7 separate regions of the Mus musculus genome follow, and all the other regions are linked to region 5. Evidence: chromatin contacts called from public HiChIP or PLAC-seq data. All regions are on one chromosome and are shown on one strand. The core of a region is the stretch at or near the end of the contact, and the rest is flanking DNA. Distances in the headings are between cores, read along the strand shown. Region 1 holds the start of Dnph1 (2'-deoxynucleoside 5'-phosphate N-hydrolase 1). Region 2 has its middle 24 kb from the start of Gm35692. Region 3 overlaps Gm35456 (a long non-coding RNA gene). Region 4 overlaps F630040K05Rik (RIKEN cDNA F630040K05 gene). Region 5 holds the start of Mrps18a (mitochondrial ribosomal protein S18A). Region 6 overlaps F630040K05Rik (RIKEN cDNA F630040K05 gene). Region 7 overlaps Capn11 (calpain 11).

Region 1 (2,988 bases), core at 345-2,844, 390 kb after region 5:
TCTTCTGTAACTTGTGGGCCACTGGCCCCCCCTGGTTTTATCCTAACTAAGGTGGGGTCACTGAGGGGCTCTCCATCTCCTCAGAGTGGCTAGCAGACTGTGGTAGGAAGAGCTGGAATGGGGAGATCTGGGGAGGGGCAGGGCCAGAGCGGTGGCCATGGAAATGGTGGGGAGTCAGGCTCTAGAAAGTGTAACCGTCTTGCCCGATTCCATATCTCTGTACCCATCAATTAGAGCATTCCTTAGCCCTCGTCAGAAGAGCTTCTTTTTGCAGATTAATAGGGTCTCTCGGAGACTGTAGAGTGTTTGAATGTAAATGGGCCATCTCCATGGAAGAGTGGGTTGAAAGACAGAGGGACTGCCATGAAAACATTGTTTCTGGACATGACAGTGGGGTTACACACATAACTCATAGAAGCTATGACTGCCCGTGCACGATCAGGCTGGTCCAAACCCTACCCTGTGTGGAGAAGGGCCCCATGCCAATAGCTGAAGCGTTGCTGACAGCTAACAGCTGGTGAGGCAGGCACGACCCTGAGAGGCTGCCTGTACTTGTTCCAGTAGATGGTTCCACACCGGTGCACACATAGGTAGCACTAATGGGCTCAGTGGGTAGGGAGGGAAGCTGTAGAGATGGTTCAGTGGTTAACAGCACTGGCCACTCTCCAGAGGACCCAGGTTGGATTGTCAGCACCTGCATGGTGGCTCACTGTGTCTGTAACTCCAGTTTCAGGTTAGCTCATTGTGCTCTTTTGGCTTCTTGGGGCATCAGGCATGCACATGATGTAGAGATATAAACTCAGGCAAACCACCTGTCTTAGTTAGGCTTTTACTGCTGTGCACAGACACCATGACCAAGGCAAGTCTTATAAAAAACAACATTTAATTGGGTCTGGCTTACAGGTTCAGAGGTTCAGTCCATTATCATCAAGGTGAGAGCATGGCAGTATCCAGGCAGGCATGGCACAGGCATTGCTGAGAGTTCTACATCTTCATCCAAAGGCTGCTAGTGGAAGACTGAGTTCCAGGCAACTAGGGTGAGGATCTTATGCCCACACCCACAGTGACACACCTATTCCAACCAGGTCACACCTATTTGAACAAGGCCACACCTCCAAATGGTGCCACTCCCTGGCCCAAGGATAAACAAACCATCACAACACCTATACACATAAAATAATAAAATAATCAAAGATAATAATTATTTTAAATAATAAATAAAAATGAAGTTGGTGTAGGGGATAGAAGATGGATTGGAGGGGAGAGAGAGACTGGGTTAGATTTGATTAAAACACTACATACATGTATGAATAATAAAATATTTTTAAAATAAGTTAACAATCTTTTTTAAATTTTGGAAAGATTAATGAGAGCCAATCACAGTTGCCTATGGATCCCGTACAGAGTTTGAGAGCACTGAGATCCGTACAGAACTACTTGAATAGCTAGGAGCTGGGGAGGGGCAGGTCACGGGGAGGAGTCAGAACTAATGAGCGGGTTGGCTCGGGAAGAGCCTATCCGGGAAGAGAGCGAGCTTGAAGAAGGTCCCCTTACCTCTGGGAGTCGCTTTCCCAGGTCACGTGGTAGCGGCGGCAGCGGTTGCCCGCGCGCGGCGATGGCGGCATCCGGGGAGCTGGTTCCATGCTCTGTGTACTTCTGCGGGAGCATCCGCGGCGGGCGGGAAGACCAAGCTCTGTATTCGCGGATCGTATCCCGGCTGCGGCGCTATGGGAAGGTGCTCACTGAGCACGTGGCTGATGCTGAGTTGGAGCCGCGTGGTGAGGCGACGCGGGCTGGAGACTCGCAGGCTGGGGACCTGTAGGCTAAGGGGACCGGCTGACTAGGGACTTGCCGGATAGGAGACCCACTGGCTAGTAGACATTCAACCTGGGGAACCCGCAGCTCATGTGACCCGCAGGCTAGACCGGAGGCTAGGGGATCTGCAGACTAGGACCTCGTAATGGTTAGGGGACCGGCTGGCTATGGAAGGTCCTGGATTATATGTGTACGTTCCATGCGCAGGTCAAGTGTCCCTGTCCAGCACACTGGAAGCAAGTGACAGCCCAGACCCAGCTTTGGGCTAGCAAGGCTTTGATAAGCTGGTCTGGATAAGCACTCCTCCAGTAGGAAAGTTGTACCTAGAACTCTTGTATTTCTGCTCCAAAAACTTTTAAGTAGATCTCCCTTGCCCCATGCAAGAACAAACTCCTAAGCTGTGGACTCTAAAGCAATTCTGGGAGAATCTTTTAAAAGACAAAGAATCAATCGTAGGCAAAAAATGCCAGGGGATTGGAAAGAACCTGTTTGTGCTTATGCTTGGCTAGCGCATGGTGTGTTTTGTTGATAGTTCTCCACCTTCAGCGCCAATGTCAGCACTCTGGAGGCAGAGGGTAGGATGAGTTCCAGGCCAACCTGGGCTACAGAGTTAACCCCTGTCTCAAAGAAATGAGACAAAACAGTCTACAGAGTGTGATAGCCTGGAGAAAACCTTTGAATCTGGGTTTTCTCCCCTAGTCACTTTTCTTGCTTTTTCTTTTTCTTTTCTTTATTTTGGAAACAGGCTGTCATAAACGCACAGTGACGTCAGACTTGTAGCCAAGGATGGCCTTAGAACTCGCCATCCTCCTGCCTTCACCGCCCAAGTGCTAGAACTACAGGCACCTGCTGCTACACACAACTTGTTAGTTTGTTTTTTGAGACAGGGTCTCTCTACATATCCCTGGCCATCATGGTACTTACAGTGTAGACCAGGCTGTGTTGGAACTCACAGATTTCCCCAGCCTCTGCTCCCGGGGCTGGGATTAGTGCTATGAGCCATGATCCTCAGGCTCACAAAAGAAGTTTTAGACAGTGTGGTTCTGCTCTGCCACCTGCAGAGCCTTACCGTCCTAAACAGCAGAGTTGATTCAAACTGGAAACTGTGATCCTGGCTCTCTGACCCCAGACACGCCCCTTGGATTCCGGGTGAGTCAGACCTTTTCCCCACAC
Region 2 (2,767 bases), core at 126-2,625, 260 kb before region 5:
TGCGCTGGCTGTCTGTCCAGGCCACAGGGGGAGAGGTATGGGAAGCAAGAATATGTGAGACAGTCCAGTCAAGCTAGGAACCTGTCACTTCCTTCCAGAAAACAGATCTAGGAAAACCATGTGCGTAGAGGAATAACTCTGAGTCTCTCCTAGCCTAGGCCATGCAAGCAGCCAGCCTGGCTCACTGCCTCAACTCTTCTCTCTGGCCTCATGTAGCTCTCCTACCTGGAGAGTGGCTGGGAGAAAGTGGGCCGTTCCACCCACCCCTGCAGTCTCCTCTCCCCTCTCCTCTGCATGTGCTCTGTACACTCTGTGCGATCGGTCATACTGTGGTTGGAGGGTGCCCACTTTCCTCTGTCCAAAGACCCGGCTTTCTAGCCCATCCTGTACCCTTCTGATTCCCCAGGAAAAAGCACACTGAAGAGCGTCTCCTGACCAGGTAGGTATAGCTCTTCCTACTATCAGTTCCGTCTAGAAGCTGATCAGGCAGGACGGCAAGGGAGTGGAGGTCACTGTGTAGAGGGGTGGCCTGTGGGACTGTAGAGAGGACCTAGGCAGGTGGTCAGAGATCTGGGCCCCTCCTAGCTCTCTCAAGGGTTCCCATTCCTATTTTTTTTTTTACACACTTAAGAAGAAAAGCAATACCCCAGCTGTGACCACAACATGGGATTAGTAGTTAAGATAAAAAGCTGACTGGGGTCCTTGCCTGTGCAGCAGCAGTTGGGGTGACATCGGTCTTAGGAGCAATGTGCTGAGGGATGTGAGCCCCAGCAGTTGCCATCCGGGCCTCCAGGGAGGCAGTTATACAGGGAAGGGGAGGGGGCGTAGTTTTGAGCTTTCAAAGTTAAGAAAAACCAAGAGGGTCAGGACACCGGGCAATGGGGGAATGAATGGCTTGTCATGGCCAGCCAAGTGGGTGGCACAGGAGAGCTCATTCAGGTCCCACACTGAAAGTGATCGTGGAAAATCTGGCAAAGTCTTTGCCAAATGCTGGTGCATGGCTGGTCCAGCCCACAGTGTGGCTGATGCAACAGAGATTGGGATTTCAAGGATAAAGAACGGAATGACGTTCTTGCCTTAGTCGTCTCAGATGGAGGAGAAAGCAAGGTGGGGGAGGGAGGGGGGAGAGAAGGGGAGGGAGGGAGGGAGAGAGAGAGAGAGAGAGAGAGAGAGAGAGAGAGAGAGAGAGTCCGATCCAAGGTCAGTTTTAGAAAAAATGAACTGGATCCTCTCTGAGGCATCATTTCTGGTGCACACAGGAAATCTCTGCCCTGGAGGTGATTTGCCTTGGAGCAGCAACTAGCCATGGGCAGCTGAATCCAGCTTTGCTGTCCATGAGGCTAGGGCTTTCCTCTTCAGACCTTCTAGATGACGCCACTAATATCAAATAGTGAGTCAGCAGCAGACCGTGTTCCTCCTTCTCCTCCATGCTGCAAGTTGCGGTTTGGACTCAGCAGAGTCAAGGATAATGTAGTGGGACTGGCTCCTGCATCAGCCCCCTGGTGACAGGTAATGATGGAGAGCTGGAATTCTCTAGGGCTGGCCCCCCTGGGGACCTGTCATTAGTCCCTATATCGCCTGAGATTTTTATCAATGATTTGAATGGAGAGGCAGGGGCTTCCTCCCTGTTTGCTGGTGACCCACCCCTGACAGGAACAGGAGCACAATGGTCTCCAGGCAAGGCCAGTGTGCCCGAAATAATGAACAAAAGCAACAGGAGGCAGTAACCGTGGCATGTATGAGAAACCTAGCTCCTGGGTGACAAGAGATCAACAGACTCTGAGTCCTGGGACTTAGGACGTTCCTGGCTTATGGGAAAAAGAAATCTGACTGTTCACTGGGAATAGGGAGCAGGTTAAACACTTAGGAAATCTCCACAGTAGGAAGATATGGGATTCCTATAAGGAACAAGGCTGTGAGGACATTCTCCCTCACATTTCCTTAAGCAACAAAGTAGGATGTGTGGCCCCGTATCTGACAGCACAGATCAGCTTCTATGAAATACTAGCAGGTTTATGTCCCTATCCAGACAATGGGAGACCAAGGTACTGCTCATGTCTTTGATCCGTCTTTTGAGTCATATACATATGCCCCCACCCCACCCCGTATAGCTAGAGCATCCTGCACCGTAGTCCTACTTAAAAAATAAAAATCAAATAGATTAGGAAATGTAGCTGATCACTCAGATTTGAAAGTAACAAACTCTGCCCTGTAAGGTTTTACTGACAGAAGCCTGAGCCTCTGGCTGGGGGAGGCACGCGTCTAGTCTTATGCTAACTGGCTAGGCTATGCCCAGATAGGGGTAGCCATGTTTGGAGAGAACCCTGGTAGTTGGATTCAAACTTGGGGGACAGTTTGGCTCTACTAGGGACGGTGTGGGAGAGGGAACTAGGCAAGCCTGGCAGTCTGGGGGTACAGAGAGTCACTGGGTGCTGTGTGAATTGGAGAGCCTGGGGGGGGGGGCTGGCAAGGGCAAGCAGCAGCGGTCCACGTGTTTGTGTGGTGAGAACTTCACACACTGAGCCATCTCCCCAGCCCCATCTCTCCTCCCCACTTTTATAGTTCCTTCCCCTCCTAAAACCAGACCTAGACTCCCTTCTATATGTTTGAAGTGTCTCTTAAAACACATATCTCCTCTGAATATGAGGGTTCATGTTAACTATCTGTTTTAGAATTTATACGTTGATACAAGTTCTAACTGTGGCTCTCTTGTTGTCTATTGTCTTCATTCAACATTGCTGGTTAGGATCTGTTTTGTGGTGGCTCA
Region 3 (2,916 bases), core at 349-2,848, 400 kb before region 5:
TTGAAGGTTACAAGGTGGCCAGTGGAGTGCTTGCTTCTGGGTGAGTGGAGAGGGGAGCCATCACCTCAGTGTGGGTGAGGGTCTGCGCCTCCGTGGATGGGAAGGAGGAGGGGGACTCAGATGGACTGTGTTTACATGGAAGTTAATTACTTGGAAGTTAATCAGCAGTATCAGGCGCAGGCAGGGGGCAGACAGGAGACAGAAATAAAGAGGAATTACACGTAAAGGAAATGACATCATGCGGCCACAAATTGGACTCAGTGTTCTTCAGTTTGCAGATGTATGTATGTATGTATGTATGTATGTATGTATGTATGTATGTATGTATGTTTATATATTTTCACAGGTGACAGGGTCTCAATAAATAGCTCTGGCTGGCCTGGGACTCCCATTTGTAAGCTTGCAGAGTCCTGGGCCACCACGCTTGGCTGTAGGACGTGGCATGCAGACACGACTTCTCACCTCCTGGTTTTTCTTCTTCTCTCCACCCAGAAGGCTGTGGGATAAACAGGTATAGTGACAGGCTAAAGCTGGCTTTTGACTTTTTTTATCTTAAAAAAAAAAAAACCACTTGTTTTATTTTATGTGTGTGTGTGTGTGTGTGTGTGTGTGTGTGTGTGTGTGTGTGCCTGAGTATATTTGTATGTACACACGGGGTGAGGGTAAGCCAGAAGAGGTGTCAGTGAAGACTACCAGAGGACCAGGGCCAGTCAACTCCCAGAACAAAGTGGGAGTCCTTGTTTCATGTGAGAGGGGTCTCAGTCAAGGTCTGACTTGGCTCCACCTGCTGGATGGCATGGAGGGTCGCCTTTCTGGTCACCACCAGGACCCAGTTTTCTGCTCAGACTTGGTTTTCCTTGCCTGTCCCAGCAGTGGCTTCAGCCACCTTCCTGCCTGACAGGCTGGCTGGCAACTTATATTCTGTTTTTCGTTTCACAAGTGGCTTTCCCCTCTTTCCTTTTAAAATTGAGAGGAGCAGGGGGCAGGCAGTGGTGGTGCACAGCCTTAACCCTAGCACTCGGGAGGCAGGGGCAGGCAGATTTCTGAGTTCAAGACCAGCCTGGTCTACAGAGCAAGTTCCAGGACATCCAGGGCTACACAGAGAAACTCAATAAACAAAGAAGCTAATTAATTAATTAATTAATTAATCAAAAATAAAATTGAGACAGCGTTTCATGTATACTAGACTGGCCTCAAACTTGGCTGTGTAGTCCATAATAACATTTGATCAACTTGCCCTACCTGTCATTGCAGGTGTGCACCCCATGCCTGGCTTATGTGGTGCTGGGGATGGAACCCAGGGCGTCATACACGTTAGGCAAGCGCTCTGGGAATCATGTTCAGCCCCAAATTCTGCCCCTCTACAGAAGCCTCTACTCCTCCTTCTAGAACCCCACACACCTGTTTTTCCTCCATCCTAGGGCTTCCCCCGATCTTTTCATGCTGTGAGAGTTTCTATAAGTGCATCTGGCACTACCGGGTAGCCCTCTCATCATTGGATGCCTGACTGAGAAGAGAACACCCAAGCTGACCAGACCTCAGGAACTGCCGGGCAAGTGGCAGGCTGGGATTCCAAATCGGGACTATCTGACCTCATGACTTCTGCTCTTTCAGCTCCCCTGACCTGTGTTGAAACTATTTCTTGGTAAGGTGCCCTCCCCAGCAATTAAAAACTGAAACTGTTTTCCGGAAGCAGCCTTTGGATAACCACCAAGATATTTGGGTTGCTTCCGGTTACTTCTTGGATTATCTTCTCTTAGCCTGAATGGAAGGGAAGACTGTGCTTCTCGCTGGAGCGAGCCTGCCCGCCTGCCCGCCTGCCCGCCTGCCCGCCTGCCCGCCTGCCCGCCTCCCCGCCTCCCCGCCTGCCCGCCTGCCCGCCTTACCAGGTTTGCCTCTTGTCATCTCATGGTTGCATTCACTGTGGCCAAGGAAATGGACCCTTTGCTTTCATGGGGCCCTCTCAGGACCCAGCAAGAAATGGTTTCTCGCCGGGTGTGGTGGCGCACGCCTTTAATCCCAGTACTCGGGAGGCAGAGGCAGGTGGATTTCTGAGTTCGAGGCCAGCCTGGTCTACAAAGTGAGTTCCAGGAGAGCCAGGGCTACACAGAGAAACTCTGTCTCAAAAAAAAAAAAAAATAAATAAAATAAAAGAAATGGTTTCTCCATGTTTGTTGAATAAAGAATTAAGTGAAGAGGGTGAGCCATCTCCCACACCAGCGATGTTTTCTGTCTTCCAAGCCCTATTCCTTCTCTCTGTAAATCCTGGACCATGGAAGCCCACTAGGTGCTGGGTAAGTGGTTATGTTCAGTGGTCCCCACAGTAGTGAGGTGGAGTTTAGCCCTACATGAAGCCTCTCATTTGATCCTTCTTTCTCTTGCTCTATCCCTAGGGTTCCTGCCTTGAGTTTCCAGCATAAGCCCTTAAGAGCTCACAGGTGGCCCTATGGCCAGGAGTGTCCTTTCTTGTCTGGAGAGGTGACCGATCATCTTTTGGAGTTCTGCTCAGATTTCTCATCAATGAAGTTCCAGTCAACACTTACAAAATCCAGGCTGGGTATCTTAAATGGCCTCTCAGGACCTGCCCTGTCTCTTTCCATACCTCTCTGTATTGGGGAGGTGAAGCAGGAGCTTGGAGGACAAGAAGAGTGAAGGATGGGGGCTGGAGAGATGGCTCAGCGGTTAAGAGCACTGACTGCTCTTCCAGAGGTCCTGAGTTCAAATTCCAGCAACCACATGGTGGCTCACAACCATCTGTAATGAGATCTGATGCCCTCTTTTGGTGTGTCTGAAGACAGCTACAGTGTACTTATATATAATAAATAAATAAATCTAGAAGAAGAAGAAGAAGAAGAAGAAGAAGAAGAAGAAGAAGAAGAAGAAGAAGAAGAAGAAGAAGAAGAAGAAGAAGAAGAA
Region 4 (2,743 bases), core at 225-2,724, 350 kb before region 5:
TGTCCCCTGCACTCCTTATCTTCCTTGGGGTTAAGTTTTGCTTTCTCCAACTGTGAGCATCTGGAACCCCCCCCAGGAATGGTGCCTGGGCTCTGTGTGCCCAGGCTGCCACAGGCTTCAGATCAGAGAGAGCCATAGAACTTCAGGCTCAGCTTCACTCCAAGGCCCAAGGCCTTGGTACTTGGCTGTTCTTCCCTCCATCCAGGGTGGTGGACACTGGGCACCTGCCCCCTCAAGTGCTATTTATGACCTGGTAAATCACTCAGCCAATCCTCAGGCTTAATGAGGCCCAGAGCCCCGCCACTGCACCCCAATTAACCGCAGCATCTGTTTCCCTTTAGCAGAAACAGCGTGGCTGGTGATGGAGAGCCCAGAGTAGGGTGTCGTGAGGTGGGCTCAGAAATGACTTACCACCCACACTGACCTCTGCGATGCTCAGAGCACAGCTCCCCCACCCTCACAAGAAACCAGCAGATCTCCTTAAACACACACTTATATATGTCCTCCTCATTAAAGCAGGCTAGATTGAGTTTTTTTTGGGGGGGAGGGGTGTGACTCAGAGGGATTTGGGATGCCCCACTGTACGCTGGCTTCCTGGAGATTTGGGAGCCTGATGTGAATGTCAGCAAAGGTGTCCAAGTACGGGAAGGGGCAGGAGGTGAGGATGGGAAAAGGGAAACTGTCAGTTGGTGAGGTCACACTCCAACAATCCCAGGGCTCTCACACTGATCCTTGGGCTTAGTGGTCACTTTGCCCACACCGCCTTGCACTGATTGGTGAATGAGTCGGGTGGTCATAGGAGGGAGGGCCCGAGAGGTGAGAGTTCTTCCTGGAAAAGGTAGAGGTGCAGAAAATGAAGGAAAGGAGCCCCCGCCCCATGAACATTGTGGGAGTCAGCTCTTCCTCAGGTAGCTACCTGAGGTCAGGATGCTGGCGATTGTGAGAGTTAGTATGGATTCTGGGGTGCTGGGTTGGGGGACTGTAAATTGGAGTGAGCCAGGGGAGCTGGGAGATTGGACTCATTAGGAAGGCAATGGGTGAAGGAATCTGCAAGGTAGCATTAGCGTTGGATAATTGTCTCAGGAGTACACGGCGAGACGAGTCCCAGTGTGCCTTAAGCAGAAAGCACTTCCATCCACTTAGCCTTAAACAGCAACCACGCATACCGTTACCATCCACTTCTGTACGAGTGGCAGATGTCACTAGCTGATCATAGAATTCTCTCTTCAGTCTAGAAACGTGGTTCTCAACCCGTGGGTCACGACCCTTGTGTGTGTGTGTGTGTGTGGGTTGTCAAATGACTCTCTCACATGGGTCACATATCCTGCACATCAGAGATTTACATTATGATTCATAACAGTTGCAAAATTTACAGTTATGAGGTAGCAACAGAAATAATGTTATGGTTGGGGTCACCGCGACATGAGGAACCGTGCCAAGGGCACAGCATTAGGGACATTGAGAAACATTGGTCTAAAAGGAGAGTCTCACTTCTCATTTTTGGGTTCAGGCTATCACTGTGAGCTGATTAGGACCATTAGAAGAAATGACAATTTGCTTTCTCTTTAGACGGGACTCAGACATATTTAGGGTCTAAGGAGACTCGTAGGAGAGAACTCATTTGAAGGGGGGGGGGTCATCTAAGTAGCGCTGGCAGAGGAACCAGGCAGGCTTCAGAGTCAGAAAGCAGAGACAATGCTAAACCAGCCTGGTTTTTATCACTGCATTTTCTGTGGCCTACCTTTTTGAAAGATATAAGGGTAAGGGGCATACATTCCTCCAAGCAGGAGAAAGTGCCAAGGGTAAAATGTGTTTCACAATATCATGTGCCAGAGAGCGGAATACCACATAGCTGGCTTGGTGCAGGGATCACCAAGATCTTGAACTTGAAGTGGCCTGTAGAATGATGTGGAGGTCTTCAGGCAGACAGGAGGCTGAGCTCTCAAAGGTGCAGAGCAGAGCTGGGCTACCAGGTGAGCTGTTGCTTCTTCTGAGCTCAGGAGGTTGCAGAGTCACACCAATGAGCTGTGCGCTTGCTGCCTTTTTGGTGGCTTACTCCCCACCCCCACCCCCCCATCCCACCCCCCACCCCACCCCTCAGTCCCCCGAAGAGACAGATGCTGGGCCTCTGTTCTCATTCTCCGGCCCCACGAACGAACACTCATGCACTTGCTCATTTCTGCATTCACACACATATTCATAACCTGCCCCGCCCTCCATCTTTCCCCAGAAAGCAACAGGAACCCTGCTTTCCACTCTCCAGTGAGCTGTGAGTGCATCTGATTGGTCGAGCTGGAGTTACTTGTGAATTAAAGCTGGGAGGAGCCTAAATGCCCAAGTTTGAGCTGCCTGTCACTGCTGAAGTCAATGAGCTAAGACAAAGTTGACCACTTGACCAGAGGGACGGGACTAAATTTTAAACCAACCAACAGTCTGTGTTTCAATTCTCTATCTATCTATCTATCTATCATCTATCTTTCATTTCATACATATATATCTCAATATATATATTTTATATATCTGTATCTCTCATCTAACTATATTTCTCTCTCTCTCTATCCATCTATCTATTTTTATCTATCTGTATATACCTCCATATATTCCCTATATATATGAAATGTAAGGTGGTTTTGTTTTTCTGTTTGTTTTGTTTTGACACAAGATTTCTCTAGGTAGCAATGGCTGTTGTGCAATACTCTGTATAAATCAGGCCTTGAACTCACAAAGATCCCCCTGCCTCTGT
Region 5 (2,750 bases), core at 219-2,718:
GCTGGACAGGCACAAGGAGGACATGCACACCCCTCAGTCTGCCACCTCTGGTGGAGCAGCAGTGAACCCAGGAGCCAGGGTGACCCATACATCCTTCAGTTCCTCCTTTCCACAGCCTTTTCATTGGCTGCGTGCTCTTTCTTCTATGTCTCGTCAGGGTCTCTGTAGGGGGAGAGATCAGGCATGACCGCCCATGGATGCTCACACAAGGTGTACATCCATGGGAAGAACTTAATGGGTCAGAATCCACTACATCACCCCCAACTGAGTGAGCTCCCTTTTATGATGCATGGGCTAACTGATTGTTTCCAGCTGAAAGGCCACATCTCTCAGCTTCCCTTTCAGACTACGAAGTCATTTCTACTCCTGTAAGGGGCTGTTGCCCATCTTCCCTTGCTGAGAATAAGCATTGTCCCTGCTAAGGACAAACTGAGCCTCTCTTTCTGTCTCTCTACAGCTGCCTTTAAATAACCTAGCATAATGGTGGTGCAGCAACCCGGGCTTTGACACCAAATGTTAGATCTCTTAGGCAGTGTAGGGAGACAGAAGACCGAAAAAGAGGCTAAAGCCTTTTCTCCGCAGAGAGGTCTGTTCATTCCAAAACAGTGAAGGACAAAAGAGGTGCCAATGTGGGAAACGCTGGCAGTGACTCTTTATAGGGGGGGAGGGGGGAGCGGTGTTGTTTCCATTCATAAAGAACTAGGGATGCCCTGGGCTTCCCAGGATGCAGCCACAAGGGTGACTAGGGTGGCCCAGCTTCGCATTCCTCTCTGCACTGGCGGACTGACCAAAGTCATTTGTAGGAATCCTGTCTCCTGACCAAAGCATTCTATAATTCCAAACCCTGCAAGAAATCAGGGAAGTGTATATAAACACAAAGATTGAAAGTGTGTATAAGGGGCTGGAGAGATGGCTCAGCGGTTAAGAGCACCAACCACTCTTCCGAAGGTCCTGAGTTCAAATCCCAGCAACCACATGGTGGCTCACAACCATCTGTAATGAGATCTGACGCCCTCTTCTGGGGTGTCTGAAGACAGCTACAGTGTAATTAGATATAATAATATCTTTGGGCAGGAGAGCAAGCAATGATGGCTCACAACCATCTGTACAGCTACAGTGTACTCATATACATTAAATAACTAGCTAACTAACTAAATAAATAAATCTTTTAGAAAAGAAAAGAAAGTGTGTATTAGCAACAAAGATCGGCAGGTGGGAGGGGTGGTCAACTGTATTCCACCTCTGATGCTGAGGGCCAGAGTCCTTACCATCCCAATCTGTCCTGACAGGTCTAGCCTCAGTCACAAAAGCTGCCCAGCAGGAAGAAAAACTAAGGAAACCGGGTGGCGTGTAATTTACAGACAGAGGAGGTGACAGAAACAGAAGGGATCGGTGACCACGAGAAACCCTCCCGCCGCACAGCGGCTGCGCACACCCCTGCTCCGGAAGCGGAAGTGCACACGCGGTCAGGTGCGTTCCAAGATGGCGGCCCTCAGGGCTCTGGTGTCAGGCTGCGGGCGGCAGCTCCAAGCGTTCCTGGCAGGCCCCGCTGCCACTGGCTGGTTATGGCTTCCAGCTCGCGGGTTGAGAGAAGGTGAGTCCCAGGACCCAGCGACCCCCGGGACTTGAGGAGAGCGTCGTGACACTTCAGCCAGCCGCGATGTGCCCCTCCCTCTCAGCGACTCTGAGACCCGGGAGGTGCGATCCCCCGCGGGCCGCTTAAAGGCTTTACAGACGCTGGCGGGGTGGCTTCACCTCCCGGTTCTCAGTGTCTTCCGAAAGTCAAGGAGAACTGAGAGAAAGACCTGGTCGTTTAAAGATCAAAGAGAAGAATGTCTCAGAGTTCAGAAAAGCTATAAAGGCTGAGTGTTAATTCTCCCATCATTTTCCAAATCGCCTCCTCCTTGGTTAAAGCATGCCGCCAAGCCCACCTTATCAATTCTTCTCTGAAAAATGTGTGATTAAATGGTCACTTTCTCTGCCTAAGCTACGGACTTGTAAGATAGCAGCCAAAGTGCAATGGCAGTTGAACAACTAAGACTTGCTAAATGTTAGGTCTGCATTTCATTAATATTAAATCTGGAAAGGTAACCAGATTCTAGCATCATCTGAGACCTTACTGAAGGTCAAACGCTGTGAGTCTAGCTGTAAAAGGACTGTAAAGGGAAAAAGCACGGCTTCCTTGGGTTCTAACGAGCTATGTATACATCCCCACCAATAAACGGAAGTTATCCGTTTGCATGAAAAAGTACAGTAAGATTCTGTAACCAGAAATAGCAAAGTCAGTTTGAAATTTTCATAAAGAGGATGCTCTTGAACAGGCTCGTAAAAGGATGGAGTTTGGCAGAGTGAAAAGGTCTTTCTGGATATAGTCTTTTCTGTATTCTGTGAGAAGCAGGAAAGGATAAGTGATGTAGATAAAGAAATGATGCGGGAAGGGACTTGTCTTTAAAATTGGCCAACCAGGGAATATTAGTTAAAACTGAGAAATAAGTTGGGCGTGGTGGCTCACAACTTTAATCCCAGCACTCGGGAGGCAGAGGCAGGCAGATTTCTGAGTTTGAGGCCAGCCTGGTCTACAGAGTGAGTTGACAACCAGGGCTATACAGAGAAACCTTGTCTCGAAAAACCAAAAAAAAAAAAAAAAAAAAAAAAGAATGGCAGATAGATAAACTGGGCAGTGGTAGCACCCCTTTAATCCCAGGAGACAGAGGCAGGCAGATTAAGTTCAAGGCCAGCCTGGCCTACAG
Region 6 (2,775 bases), core at 267-2,766, 330 kb before region 5:
CAGGACATGCACTCACACATGTACATGCAGCATACACGCACACATGCATGCACAAGTGTGTGCACACACTCAAACTAACCAAAACCGATGCTTTTAACTTATGAAAACCGGTACATTGTCATGCATCTTACAGGTGTCTTCCTCTGATCTCTGATTTTATCTTTTGATTTTTATTTATAATGTTTTTCCTTGTAATTTCTTTGTGGGTGCATGTATTAATTACTTCTGTTATGACTTCTGTTTGTCCTGTGTCTAGGAAACTTGATACCCGGGGATCACACAATCATTTTCACAAACATTTTTAGAAACGTGTGTGTGTGTGTGTGTGTGTGTGTGTGTGTGTGTGTCTGAGTGTGTGTGTGTGTGAGTGTGTGTGTGAGTGAGTGAGAGTATGTGAGTGTGTGTGTGTGTGAGTGTGAGTGAGTGTGTGTGAGTGAGTGAGTGTGTGAGTGAGTGAGAGTATGTGAGTGTGTGTGTGTGAGTGTGTGTGAGTGAGTGAGTGTGTGTGAGTGTGTGAGTGAGTGAGAGTATGTGAGTGTGTGTGTGAGTGTGTGTGAGTGAGTGAGTGTGTGTGAGTGTGTGTGTGTGAGTGTGTGTATGAGTGAGTGTGTGTGAGTATGTGTGTGAGTGAGTGAGAGTATGTGAGTGTGTGTGTGAGTGAGTGTGTGTGAGTGAGTGTGTGAGTGAGTGAGAGTATGTGAGTGTGTGTGTGAGTGTGTGTGAGTGAGTGAGTGTGTGTGAGTGAGTGTGTGTGTGAGTGTGTATGTGTGAGTGAGTGAGAGTGTGTGTGTGTGTGTGTGTGCGCGCGCACTTGCCTGTCTGTATGTACACTGTGTGCATGCTATACCTTTGCAGGCCCAAAGAGGGTGCTGGGTTATCTGGAATTGGGGTTGTGAGTTCTTAGGAGCTTCCATGTGGGTGCTGGGAACTGAGCCTCAGCACAGAGCAGCTGGTGCTCTTTTTTTTTTTTTTTAAGATTTATTTATTTATTATATGTAAGTACACTGTAGCTGTCTTCAGACACACCAGAAGAGGGCATCAGATCTCATTACGGATGGTTGTGAGCCACCATGTGGTTGCTGGGATTTGAACTCCAGACCTTTGGAAGAGCAGTCTGCGCTCCTAACTGCTGAGCCATCTCACCAGCCCCCAGCTGGTGCTCTTAACTGCTGAGCCAGATCCCTTGACTTGTGTATAAGTTGATATTTTTGTTTTTTTGGTTTTTTTTTTTTTTGTACTTTTATGGTTTTATTTTTCCAGTGTTTTCTTCAGTTCTTCGATCCTGATGGAATTTATTTCCATGCTAAGAGTGAGGTAAGGAGTCCAGATTTATTTATTTGCCATCTAAATATCTGGTGAAGTGACTCAATTTATTGAATTCTCCTGTTTATTTGGGTCCTTTTATTCTCCACAGCTGATCCTGTGCGGACTCTGGGCTCCAGCCATTTTAATTACTCTTGCTGTGCAGTGTTCTGCAGAATGTCTGCCAGACCTACCCTTCCGTGCTTAGTGTGCTTTGCTTTTCTCTGGAATTTTTCTGTCTATTCTTTTATATATGTCCCCCCACCCCCAATTAAAATTGTCATCATCCCATGGCTCCCACGGCAACTGATCCTTCGTGCCCATACATAGTCCACTAAACCGATAGCTCATTTACAGTGATAGTGACGTATTCAGGAGACTACTCTTTCTCCATGAGCAAGGTCCCCCTTTATTTACTCAGGTCTGTGGAGTGTTCCCTGTTTGGGTTTTATAGCTCTTTCCACTTATGCCTGCACATTTTAAAATGTGTTTTATGTGATGTCGTTTTCATAAGTGGCACCCCACCCCCATCCCCCATCATTTTGTTAGTGACCTTCTGTGCTTAGGACATTTTGTTTTTAGGCACTTTGCTAAGTTCTGTGGTGAAGATTAACCATTTTGTAGTACAAACTGTAATCATTGCTACTGGGCAGGGCAAGGCAGGAGGATCGTAAGTTCGAGGCTTGGCTGGGGCAGTTAGTGGCACCTTGTCTCAAAGGAAAAGCCAAGAGGATGGGCCCCCATAGTACACCTAACTTTTGGCTGTTGATAGATGTTGAAAAAAGAAACATTGCTTTTCCTTGAGGACATGGCTGTTGGCAGTTTGCTCCCAGCCGGCCCAGTGGACGGCCACACCCACTGTGCACAGGGGCAGCTTAGTCAGGACTCAAAGTGCTTTTAAAAACAACAGGAGAGCTGGGCGGCGGTGGTGTACGCCTTTAATCCCAGCACTTGGGAGGCAGAGGCAGGCGGATTTCTGAGTTCGAGGCCAGCCTGGTCTACAAAGTGAGTTCCAGGACAGCTAGGGCTATACAGAGAAACCCTGTCTTAAAACAAACAAACAAACAAAAAACCCTGAAAGTAATGAATGTTAAAAGAAAAAGATGGGGCTGGTGAGATGGCTCAGTGGGTAAGAGCACCCGACTGCTCTTCCGAAGGTCCAGAGTTCAAATCCCAGCAACCACATGGTGGTTCACAACCATCCGTAACAAGATCTGACTCCCTCTTCTAGTGTGTCTGAAGACAGCTACAGTGTACTTACATATAATAATAAATAAATCTTAAAAAAAAAAGAAAAAGATACATAAGGGAAGAGAGCCTGCAGATGATGCCTTTTAAGAAAAAAATTGATTTTTATCTTATGCAAGTTTGAATGTATGCCTGTGCACCACCTGCATGTCTGGTGCTGGCAGAGGCCAGAAGAAGGCATTGGGTCCTCTGGACCTGGAGTTATAGATTACTGAGAGCCACCGT
Region 7 (2,802 bases), core at 215-2,714, 480 kb before region 5:
GTCCATGGTGTGATTTATTTATTTTTTTATTTATTTGTTTTTTTCCGAGACAGGATTTCTCTGTGTAGCCCTGGCTGTCCTGCAACTCACTCTGTAGACCAGGCTGGCCTCGAACTCAGAAATCAGCCTGCCTCTGCCTCCTGAGTGCTGGGATCAAAGGCGTGTGCCACCACTGCCCGGCTCCATGGTGTGATTAAGGGAAGGTTTTTACTGTAGGGACGAGAGAGAGAGAGAGAGAGAGAGAGAGAGAGAGAGAGAGAGAGAGAGAGAGAAGATTGAATATGGCCGGTAGAGAGAGGTGGGAGAAGGAGGGAGACCAGGAGAACACAGGCAAAAGACTGGAGTGGAGAGAGAGAGAGAGAGAGAGAGAGAGTCAAAATAGCAGGGTTATAAGACTGAGCAGGTGTAGGAAGGGCTGAGAGGAGCCAGGATGCAGACATGGACTCTGCAATGTGTAACAGACACGTGTGACACTCAGGGAACTTTGGTATACTAATAAACACCGCAGGTAGCTACTTGTTCCCTCTGTTAGTGATAAGGGGAAAGGCTTCTCTTGGCAGAGGTGGGACTGGCTTCCTAAGTTCCTGACCTATGTTGGCTTTTGTCTAACTGCCAGAATTTGGGGGAATTTGCAGAATTTGACAGAAACCACCGGTCCCTAGGAAGCTGTACACAGAGGCAGGAAGTATCCTGATTGCTCTGTGGAACGAAGGTTTAATCTAAGGGAAGTGGTTTAATCTAAGGGAAGCCTTATCTAGGAGGCTGAGTCACGGGAGGAAGGTCCTATGGTGGCATTATTACTGGCTCTATAAGAGAAGGAAGAGCGAGGACCAGGAAGATGGCCTGCCACTCAAGCCTGATGGTTGGGACCCAGGGATTCACTTTAAAAAGCCAGATAAGGGGGTACGCATCTGCAATCCAAGTCCTGAGATGAGATGGAGAAACACCAGCTGCTCTCAGCCCACCCAGCCAGTCCGGAGCCCGTACAGCAGCCGGAAGACAGACCTCCAGTCGCCTACCAGAAGGGACTCCTCATTGTGTGGTCTACCAGCTGGCTCTTGCAACTAACTGCCTGTCCTTTGATTTGGTTGGTTGGTTTGGTTTGGTTTCCAAGACAGGGCCCTGGCTGTCTTAGGAACTCCCTCTGTAGACCAGGCTGGCCTGAACTCATAGAGATCCACCTGCCTCTCAAGTCTGGGGATTAAAGGCGTTGGTCACCCCCACCACTCCCAACACACACACCTGGAGCTTGTCCTCTGATCTTTGAGACCCCTGCGGTGCGGTCTTTGGAGGAGGGGCAGTTTGAGGGAAAATAGGACAAAGGCACCTCAAAGCCTTGTGGCCTCTTGGCTTTGTCAGCCCCAGGTCAGGCTTCGCTGGCCATTGGCTCAGTGGCGCCCCTCCACCCCACAACGTTCAACGCATCTAAGAGTTCCTAATGTTTTCAAAGCTTGGGGCTGAGCTGCGTTTAACATCCTGTAACCCTGCAGCGCCCCCTAGTAATTTGTAGACAAGCACATTTGCAGAGCCCCTCTTTGGTATTGAAGAATTAAGTGGGAAAATAACCTTGTCCTCTTTATTAGAATAATGTGTACGACGCGGCGCGGGGAGGCGATGGAATTCCTGACAAGAGGGCGGGCTAGGAGGCGGGTGTGAGTTGACAGCACGCGGGAACACTTAAGCTGAAGATTGCCTTCGCCAGAGAAAAACTGGCGGAGAATCCACCTCATTTTTAGTCTAAATACGGCGTGAGAGTGCTCGGGGCGTGGTGGGGGTGGGGGAGGGGGGTGTTGGTGTTCCGGTCAGCCCGGATCAGGGGACCAGAGTAAACACTGTGCCTGGGGCACTGGAGAGCGAGAGCGACAAGGAGCATCCACCATCCTGGCCGGAGCAGGAGCGCCACCGGCGGAGGGAGGAACGAGGGAGCCAGGCTTCGCATCTCCCTACCCCCACATGGTTATTTGCAGCCACTGCAAAGACAGCAGAAAAGAGGAGACTTTCTGCAGAGGATGGAGAGTGGGTGGGACTAGAGGGGAGGGGTTCAGGGTGTGGCCAGACGACCCTTCCCATGCCTTCCCTCTTACCTGGTTAATATCCAAGCAAATAGAACCAGTTTTCTTGGTGTCCATGGATAAGAAGAACGCTGTTTTAAGGATAAGGGCGTGGGGCAGGGGTAGAGGGCGGGGGCGGGGTTAGATCTGAGATGAGGGTTTAAAAGACCCGAAAGGTAGTAGAAAGGTATCCCTTTTTCATCAGGAGTGAATCACAGCTACCCTGGTTAGGAGATGGGTCTGGTTCAGAGCGCTTGGCTCGGACCCATTTACTTTGAATAGAGCCCTGGGAAGAGGAGGGGGGCACTGACTTATTTGTTTTGCACTAATTTATTGTGTGTGAGAGGGGCATGCAGGTGCATATATATGACAGCTTGCACCTGTGGAGCTCAGAGGACAACCTGAGGCTGCTGATGCTCGCCTTCCACCACGTGGGCCCTGGAACTGAACTCAGGTCTTCAGACTTGGTAGCAAGCACTCTTATATGCTGACTCATCTTGCTCCCTATTGTTTTAACCCAGAGTCTCACTAAGTAGCCAGGGTTGCCCCAAACTTGTGATCCTCCTGTCTCAGCTTCCCAAGTTCAAGAATTATAAATATGGGCTTTTTTTTTTATCGTTGGGACAATCTTTTCATATTTATTTATTTATTTGTTTGTTTGTTTATTTATTTATTTATTTATTTTTGAGACAAGAGTCTTCTGGCTGACCCAGGCTGGCCTCAGGCTCACTCTGTAGCTGAGGATGACTTT

What was found. HiChIP or PLAC-seq counts read pairs in DNA pulled down with a chosen protein or histone mark.
Region 1: a FOXA1 HiChIP or PLAC-seq map of pancreatic cancer cells shows a contact between it and region 5. The contact joins the promoter of Dnph1 here to the promoter of Mrps18a in region 5. A contact is called at or near these places in 2 of 39 promoter capture datasets (the SN4741 cell line and liver), 1 of 115 datasets of contacts at active chromatin or transcription factors (pancreatic cancer cells) and 1 of 9 other capture datasets (embryonic stem cells).
Region 2: an H3K4me3 HiChIP or PLAC-seq map of bone marrow-derived macrophages shows a contact between it and region 5, with 4 times the contacts expected there. The contact joins the enhancer-like site here to the promoter of Mrps18a in region 5. A contact is called at or near these places in 20 of 39 promoter capture datasets (the 3T3-L1 cell line, the C10 cell line, the HPC-7 cell line and 12 more), 2 of 15 datasets of contacts at CTCF or cohesin (the NIH/3T3 cell line and stem cell-derived epiblast-like cells), 15 of 484 Hi-C or Micro-C datasets (B cells, the BV-2 cell line, the Ba/F3 cell line and 8 more), 22 of 115 datasets of contacts at active chromatin or transcription factors (the NIH/3T3 cell line, the SCID.adh cell line, acute myeloid leukemia and 9 more) and 4 of 9 other capture datasets (adipose tissue, embryonic stem cells, liver and 1 more).
Region 3: an H3K4me3 HiChIP or PLAC-seq map of bone marrow-derived macrophages shows a contact between it and region 5, with 8 times the contacts expected there. The contact joins the enhancer-like site here to the promoter of Mrps18a in region 5. A contact is called at or near these places in 19 of 39 promoter capture datasets (the 3T3-L1 cell line, the C10 cell line, the HPC-7 cell line and 13 more), 3 of 15 datasets of contacts at CTCF or cohesin (CD8 T cells, the NIH/3T3 cell line and large pre-B cells), 19 of 484 Hi-C or Micro-C datasets (the AML12 cell line, B cells, CD4 T cells and 11 more), 30 of 115 datasets of contacts at active chromatin or transcription factors (the 230-238 cell line, DN3 thymocytes, the HPC-7 cell line and 24 more) and 2 of 9 other capture datasets (adipose tissue and liver).
Region 4: an H3K4me3 HiChIP or PLAC-seq map of bone marrow-derived macrophages shows a contact between it and region 5, with 5 times the contacts expected there. The contact joins the enhancer-like site here to the promoter of Mrps18a in region 5. A contact is called at or near these places in 15 of 39 promoter capture datasets (the C10 cell line, the HPC-7 cell line, HPC-7-derived erythroid cells and 10 more), 1 of 15 datasets of contacts at CTCF or cohesin (the NIH/3T3 cell line), 1 of 484 Hi-C or Micro-C datasets (bone marrow-derived macrophages), 22 of 115 datasets of contacts at active chromatin or transcription factors (the 230-238 cell line, bone marrow-derived macrophages, cardiomyocytes and 14 more) and 3 of 9 other capture datasets (adipose tissue, liver and pancreatic islet).
Region 6: an H3K4me3 HiChIP or PLAC-seq map of embryonic limb bud shows a contact between it and region 5, with 4 times the contacts expected there. The contact joins the enhancer-like site here to the promoter of Mrps18a in region 5. A contact is called at or near these places in 10 of 39 promoter capture datasets (the 3T3-L1 cell line, the C10 cell line, the HPC-7 cell line and 7 more), 1 of 484 Hi-C or Micro-C datasets (nephron progenitors), 20 of 115 datasets of contacts at active chromatin or transcription factors (the NIH/3T3 cell line, acute myeloid leukemia, bone marrow-derived macrophages and 10 more) and 4 of 9 other capture datasets (adipose tissue, embryonic stem cells, liver and 1 more).
Region 7: an H3K4me3 HiChIP or PLAC-seq map of bone marrow-derived macrophages shows a contact between it and region 5, with 4 times the contacts expected there. The contact joins the enhancer-like site here to the promoter of Mrps18a in region 5. A contact is called at or near these places in 3 of 39 promoter capture datasets (cranial neural crest, liver and second pharyngeal arch cranial neural crest), 1 of 484 Hi-C or Micro-C datasets (B cells), 9 of 115 datasets of contacts at active chromatin or transcription factors (acute myeloid leukemia, bone marrow-derived macrophages, cardiomyocytes and 5 more) and 2 of 9 other capture datasets (adipose tissue and pancreatic islet).

What each region holds. Positions count from the first base shown.
Region 1 is chr17:46,495,195-46,498,182 of GRCm38.p6, forward strand. Dnph1 (2'-deoxynucleoside 5'-phosphate N-hydrolase 1) reads left to right here and starts at 1,595. Exons shown (of 4, transcript NM_207161.3): 1 at 1,595-1,778. The coding sequence starts at 1,616.
Region 2 is chr17:45,851,221-45,853,987 of GRCm38.p6, forward strand. No RefSeq gene overlaps it. Among named protein-coding and RNA genes, the nearest start is that of Gm35692, 24 kb to the left of the region's middle. Within about 2 kb of position 1,376, at least 46 of the 459 cell types and tissues checked have an H3K27ac peak or open chromatin away from gene starts, as enhancers often do. A contact at or near this core is called in the SCID.adh cell line, bone marrow-derived macrophages, embryonic fibroblasts and 2 more, where this site is marked.
Region 3 is chr17:45,706,778-45,709,693 of GRCm38.p6, forward strand. All of the region lies in intron 5 of Gm35456 (a long non-coding RNA gene), which reads right to left. Among named protein-coding and RNA genes, the nearest start is that of Gm35456, 19 kb to the right of the region's middle. Within about 2 kb of position 1,599, at least 8 of the 459 cell types and tissues checked have an H3K27ac peak or open chromatin away from gene starts, as enhancers often do. A contact at or near this core is called in bone marrow-derived macrophages, hematopoietic stem and progenitor cells and liver, where this site is marked.
Region 4 is chr17:45,756,752-45,759,494 of GRCm38.p6, forward strand. The region is part of intron 2 of F630040K05Rik (RIKEN cDNA F630040K05 gene); the gene reads left to right. Among named protein-coding and RNA genes, the nearest start is that of F630040K05Rik, 24 kb to the left of the region's middle. Within about 2 kb of position 1,475, at least 54 of the 459 cell types and tissues checked have an H3K27ac peak or open chromatin away from gene starts, as enhancers often do. A contact at or near this core is called in bone marrow-derived macrophages and embryonic limb bud, where this site is marked.
Region 5 is chr17:46,109,536-46,112,285 of GRCm38.p6, forward strand. It overlaps Mrps18a (mitochondrial ribosomal protein S18A), which reads left to right and starts at 1,469. Exons shown (of 6, transcript NM_026768.3): 1 at 1,469-1,594. The coding sequence starts at 1,483.
Region 6 is chr17:45,779,660-45,782,434 of GRCm38.p6, forward strand. F630040K05Rik (RIKEN cDNA F630040K05 gene) reads left to right here. Exons shown (of 5, transcript NR_152153.1): 4 at 1-1,314; 5 at 1,415-1,593. Among named protein-coding and RNA genes, the nearest start is that of Gm46607, 7.7 kb to the right of the region's middle. Within about 2 kb of position 1,517, at least 3 of the 459 cell types and tissues checked have an H3K27ac peak or open chromatin away from gene starts, as enhancers often do. A contact at or near this core is called in embryonic limb bud, where this site is marked.
Region 7 is chr17:45,628,642-45,631,443 of GRCm38.p6, forward strand. It overlaps Capn11 (calpain 11), which reads right to left. Exons shown (of 22, transcript NM_001013767.2): 21 at 2,085-2,143; 22 at 1,563-1,970. The coding sequence ends at 1,944. Among named protein-coding and RNA genes, the nearest start is that of Gm52283, 3.1 kb to the left of the region's middle. Within about 2 kb of position 1,465, at least 116 of the 459 cell types and tissues checked have an H3K27ac peak or open chromatin away from gene starts, as enhancers often do. A contact at or near this core is called in adipose tissue, bone marrow-derived macrophages, double positive thymocytes and 3 more, where this site is marked.